Linked DNA regions of Triticum aestivum: region 1 is linked to region 2. The links are chromatin contacts, called in public Hi-C maps. All regions are on one chromosome and are shown on one strand. Each heading gives the region's core, a stretch centred on a gene start, on an enhancer-like site or on the middle of the called end of the contact. The rest is flanking DNA. Distances are from core to core; before and after follow the strand shown. Region 1 has its middle 210 kb from the start of LOC123144673. Region 2 holds the start of LOC123144670 (2-oxoglutarate-dependent dioxygenase DAO).

Region 1 (2,908 bases), core at 105-2,604, 220 kb before region 2:
ACATCTCTCGGGACTGCACGCGCCCGCGCCCCCGCCCCCGTAGTTCGTAGCCGGTGGACCCTTCGCAGCTTCCGCCGGCCCGCCATGGCCGCGCGGCGCCGTCGTCGGGGGCCGCGGGCACCCTGTCCCCGCCGCTACCGCCTCCCCCTCCCGGGCGCCGCCGGCGGGCGCGGTGCGGGTCGGTGTTCCGTGGAGCCATGTGGTCAGCGCCGGGTCGGTGGGCAGCGTGGCGGTGGCCGGGCCTGGGTTCTCGGTCCCGTTCGAGCCGGTGGATTCGAGGGAGGTGGCGCCCCCCTTGGTGGCCGATCAGGTGGATGTGTGCTTCCTGGAGTCGGGCCCCGATCTTCGGGCGCTCGAAGATGAGCTCTCTCGGGCTGTGGTGGTGACCGTCGTTGGTGCTCGGGACGCGGCGGGCTTGGCCTCGGTGGCCGGAATCCTTGTGCGGGAGTTTGAGCTGGCCCTGCTGGACATGTCCATAAGAGGATATTTCCTTGTGCTTTGCCGTTCGTCGGAGATCAGGAGCAGGTTGCTCAGGCGCGGACGGGCCGACACGCACCAGTTTGATCTCATGCTCGCGCCTTGGTCTCGCCACTCGCACACCACGGCCATCACCATGCCGTTCCTGGTGCCGCTGGTGCTGCGTGGCATTCCAGCAAACGCGTGGACGCGGCGCACGGCGGAGGTTCTTCTGCATGGCCTGGGGATTGTGGTCAAGTTCGGTGCGTCTACCGCGGAGCGTAGCGACATGGCTGGGTTCTTGGTTTGGTTGCGCACGGACGACCCAACTTGCATCCCCTCTAGGCGGATCTTCACCGTGGAGGAGGCCGAACAGGAGAAGTCAAGATGCTGTGCAGGTGGATGGATGATCTGATGCCCTGTGGTACCCGATCGGCACTCGGCTGGCGGCTGCGCCGGTTCGCCTTGGGCGGCAGGCCGGGACGCCACAGCCACCACCCCTGCCCCCTTTCCTCGCCGTCTGGTGGACACGACTGCGGTGGCTCGCGCTCTGGAGGCTGGGGTGGGCCACCGCCGCCGCCGCCTTCGCCGCCTCGCCGGTTGGACTCCTCGTCGGCGTCGGCTCCATCGCCCGGCAGGAATCGGGCAGTTCAAACCCAGGTTGGTCAGCAGGCCGTTCAAACCCAGGCTGGTCAGCACGAGCTGGCTGATGATGTCACGCCGCTATCCGGACGCAGGAGTGACCCTGTTCCTTTTGGTGGCTGGGGTACGGAAAGTGTGGTGGGCCGGGGCACGGCGCAACGTGTCGTGGCCGTAGAAGCCAGCAGGGTTGTCTCCCCGTTGGAAAGCAGAGTGGGGGCACAGGAAGATCAGCCGGTGCAGAGGAGGGCCCCGCAGATCCGCATATCTGGATCGCCAAGATTGGCGAACCAATTGAGGGGTAGACCGAGGCCGGACCAGACAGATGATGGGACTGGCAGGGCCGAGTTGGTGGAACCTGCGATGGTGGGACCGGAGCCCGTGCACTCGGTCAGGATTGGTGGGTGGGACGTGCAAGTGGACCAGGGCGAATCACGCGACACCCATGGTTCCGGTTGGTGTGCGGATCACACCACGCCCGAGGTGGAGGAGACTGGGCTGGACAGTTGCATGTTGGGCAACCTGCGTGACGGACACCACCGGGTCCCACCCTGCATGCGGATGGGACGCACCCATGCACGTTGAATGGGGACTGGTTTTTGGTAAGTTTATCACAGGCAGATGAAGGAGCGGATTCAGGGCCACCACAAGCGCACTCCCAGGGGCAGTTGGGGACACCGCTACAGTAGGTGCATACGCAAGTGGCCTCTCCCCCAGGTCCATCACCGCAGGAGCAAGTGGTGCAGCTCTGCTCGGAGCTGCGTCGAGCGCTCTCACCTTTGCTGGCCCAGCCTACATCTAGGGACCTACCGAAGCAGCAGAGGAGGCCGCGGCAGAAGCGACCATTGGTGTCCTCTCCGCGCCGGAGTGTGAGGCTGGCAAAGGGCGGGAGGGGCTCTAAGGCCTCAAAGCAGCAGACGGTGCTGATCAGGAAGCTTTGCCTGGCCAATGAAGGGAACCAGATTGACGATGATGCGCTGCAAGCCTATGTCAAGTTGTCCGATAAGCCACTGCTCGACTGCCACGTGAGGGCGATTCTGGCATTATTTGGGTGGGATGCTTCGGTGCTACCCTTGCAGAGTGAGGAGGAAGGAAGGGTCGAGGGCCAGTAGTACTACCAGGTGTGGTACGTGGATTTGGTGGGCATTTCCATGACTTCCAACCCGCCCAAAATTTTGGTGTGGAACGTTTGAGGACTGAATTCACCGGCTAGGAGGAATGCTGTTTACCAAGTAGTTTTGGCTGCAAATGTGAGCATTGTATGCCTCCAGGAAACCAAAATGGAGTCGATCTCGATCGAAGTGGTTAGGCATTGCCTGGGTAATAAATTCGAACATTTCTACTATGTTCCTACGGTGGGCACACGCGGTGGTATTCTGATCGCTTGGGACAGCCTATTGGTCTCACTCGCGAACATGTACATAACGACGAACACTGATACGTCGCCATCGTATCTACTTTTCCAAACACTTTTGCCCTTGTTTTGGACTCTAACTTGCATGATTTGAATGGAACTAACCCGGACTGACGCTGTTTTCAGCAGAATTGCCATGGTGTTATTTTTGTGCAGAAATAAAAGTTCTCGGAATGACCTGAAACTTCATGGAGAATATTTTTGGAATTAATTAAAAATACTGGCGAAAGAATCAAGACCAGAGGGCCCACACCCTGTCCACGAGGGTGGGAGGCGCGCCTACCCCCTGGGCGCGCCCCCTGCCTCGTGGGCCCCCTGGAGCTCCACCGACCTCAACTCCAACTCTATATATTCATGTTCGGGGCGGAAAAAATCAGAGAGAAGGATTCATCGCGTTTT
Region 2 (2,746 bases), core at 202-2,701:
TTCATTTCATTAGAATGTCATGACAGCATATATCCCCCTAAGAAACAATTACCTTAGAACGTGTTTGAAGTTTTGGCTTACCGAATTGCCTTGCTTCTATCATATTACAATACGAAGGTTCTTTTCGGTTGCTGGTGTAGTTGTAATCTGTTCCTTTGTTTACCCCATCTGCATATTTAGTACTTGTAGCTTCACACGTTTTCTCTTCTAAAAGCTGCAGTTTAATGCTATTACCTTGAAACTGTGAATCACTACGAATTTTTAGCCCGTATTTAATTTATTTTCTGCTGTGGTTTGAGTTGTTCTTGTACTCGTTCATCAGTTGGTCCTTCTGTTGTTGTATGTATCAGGTCAGCCAAATTTTGGAGCCATCGAAATAGATTGGAATGCAGTACCTCCACGGGTTAAAATTGAACTAAGAGATTTACATGGCAATTCTGTTGATGGTGTGGAGTTCCCTATATCTGAGCTGAAGCCATCAAATGCACATGCAAACAAAAAAGAAGGGCATTCTTTTGAAGCACATTGTAGTCTCGAAACAGAGCTTCCATGGCTGGTACGGTACCGCCTTGCGCTGCTGTTCTTTGGCACCATTGCCGGTATGCTACTAATATCGATCTCAACATTTCAAACCATGATTTGTCTCTTTCCTCACATTGCAGCACTTATCTAGTTGTATGTCTTGATGGACTTCATATGCTACCTGCAGTTTTTGTCATTGCTGTGGCGCTTCTCGTAATCGCCTGCTGCTCAGCTACTAAACTGTTCACTAGGAAGTGCAAGATGGCATAGCCACACATGACAGAGGACAAGAGCAGAGACGTTTCGATCTGACTAGAGTTGGAAAAACTGAATTGGACACTGACCAGGTGAGCAGGGATGTTGATTGGACAAGGATCAACACGAACACTTGATTGTGAATATAGCACGCTGTGAGCACATACTGGACAAATGTAACGAAGCTGTGATGAGTCTCCGTATAGCATGGTGGAGAAATCATGTCATGGAAATCCCTTTGGTTGACAATGAACGGATATACGGGTTTATCTGTTTGTTTTCTATGCGTTTTTGTTAGGACCCTCTTAACCAGCGAACGGTCAGCTAGGAAGGATGACAACTACGAACGATTTGCATGGCAGTTTGTGTTGGCTGAGGATGACAAGTTTAGTTGGCAAGCATGACAAATCCACCCAAGTTCATTTTTTGTCAGGATTTACCGTGCTTACAAACTAAAATTGACATCCTGACGACAATATAAATTGTCATAAAAAACATATGATTTGTCATTCTCGAATGAACATCAGCCGAGTAGCATTACCGTCTTGTCATGGTTGATTCTGGTGACGATTTGATGGATAGGCTGCTGCCGTCTTCCCCGTTCCCATGGAAAGAAGTTGTGTGTCCCAAGCCTTTTTTGCCTGTGCAATGTATCTTGTGTTGGTCTGTTTGCAAGTTCCGTGGTGTCTCCGCTATGTTGTCAGTTGGTTTTTGTACGTTGCGAAGACAAAGAGACATTGCACATTCATGATATGATGTGATTCCTCTAGCTAGAGTCGTGGCGGTGAAGATTTCAGGTCATCTCGAAATTGCGTGTCCAAGTTCATCTCAGAGTTGCCCCCGACAAGTCCCAGCTGGAAGTCACTAGGCGGTCCCACTCCCCGCCATCCCGTACAAAAACAAATCTCGTGCATAAAACCACCACGACATCAGGCAGCACAGCAGCAAGGAGAGGATGGCGGGGATCCCGGTGATCGACCTGCAGCTCGCCGCCGCGGCGCCGGAGGAGGCCGCGCGGCTACGGGACGCGGCCCAGCGCCTGGGCTGCTTCCGGGTGGCAGGCCACGGCGTGCCGCGCGTGCTCCAGGACGACATGAAGGCCGCCGTGCGCGCCCTCTTCGACCTCCCCGACGACGCCAAGCGCCGCAACGCCGACGTCATCTCCGGCAGCGGCTACGTCGCGCCGAGCGCCACGAACCCGCTCTACGAGGCGTTCGGCCTCTACGACGCCGCGTCCCCCGCCGACGTCGACGCCTTCTGCGCCTCCCTCCACGCGCCACCGCACATCAGGTACGTCACGTACCTATTCAGGTGCCTTTCTTGCCGTTTCTTTCCTGTGCCGTCCGCCCCGAGCCCGAGGTGGTGACGCTCGGAGGTTCTTCTTGTGCAGGGAGACCATTAGAAGGTATGCGGAGAAGACGCACGGGCTAATCGTGGACGTGGCGGCGAAGCTGGCCGCGGGCCTCGGCCTGGAGGAGCCCGAGGCCGACCGCATGTTCCAGGACTGGCCGTGCCAGTTCCGCATCAACAGGTACAACTACACGCCGGACACCGTGGGGGAGACCGGCGTGCAGGTCCACACGGACTCCGGCTTCCTCACCGTTCTCCAGGAGGACGACCGCGTCGGCGGCCTCGAGGTGGCGGACCTGGACACCGGCGAGTTCGCGCCCGTGGACCCGGTCCCGGGCACCTTCCTCGTCAACCTCGGCGACGTCGCCACGGTACAGTACAGTAGGATGCCTCCATCTTCTGGCCTCCCTACGTCTCCCACGTTTGACTTCGACTCTCTGTATCTGTGTGCGCATCTAGTGTAGGCGTGGAGCAACGGGGCGCTGCACAACGTGAGGCACCGCGTGCAGTGCGTGGCGGCGGTGCCGCGCGTCTCCATCGCGCTCTTCTTGCTAGCGCCCAAGGACGACGTGGTCCGCGCGCCGGACGCCTTTGTCGGCGCCGGCAGCCACCGCCTCTT

What was found. Hi-C and Micro-C count contacts between places; a contact is called where the count stands out from the background.
Region 1: a Hi-C map of leaf shows a contact between it and region 2, with 5 times the contacts expected there. The contact joins the enhancer-like site here to the promoter of LOC123144670 in region 2. A contact is called at or near these places in 1 of 5 Hi-C or Micro-C datasets (leaf) and 1 of 1 datasets of contacts at active chromatin or transcription factors (leaf).

Annotation. Positions count from the first base shown.
Region 1 is chr6D:285,030,572-285,033,479 of IWGSC CS RefSeq v2.1, reverse strand. It overlaps the pseudogene LOC123144671. Among protein-coding and RNA genes, the nearest start is that of LOC123144673, 210 kb to the left of the region's middle. Within about 2 kb of position 1,354, at least 8 of the 8 cell types and tissues checked have an H3K27ac peak or open chromatin away from gene starts, as enhancers often do. A contact at or near this core is called in leaf, where this site is marked.
Region 2 is chr6D:284,814,375-284,817,120 of IWGSC CS RefSeq v2.1, reverse strand. It overlaps LOC123144670 (2-oxoglutarate-dependent dioxygenase DAO), which reads left to right and starts at 1,451. Exons shown (of 3, transcript XM_044563876.1): 1 at 1,451-2,067; 2 at 2,168-2,498. The coding sequence starts at 1,733. LOC123144669 (alkaline phosphatase D) reads left to right here. Exons shown (of 9, transcript XM_044563874.1): 8 at 351-599; 9 at 710-1,061. The coding sequence ends at 792.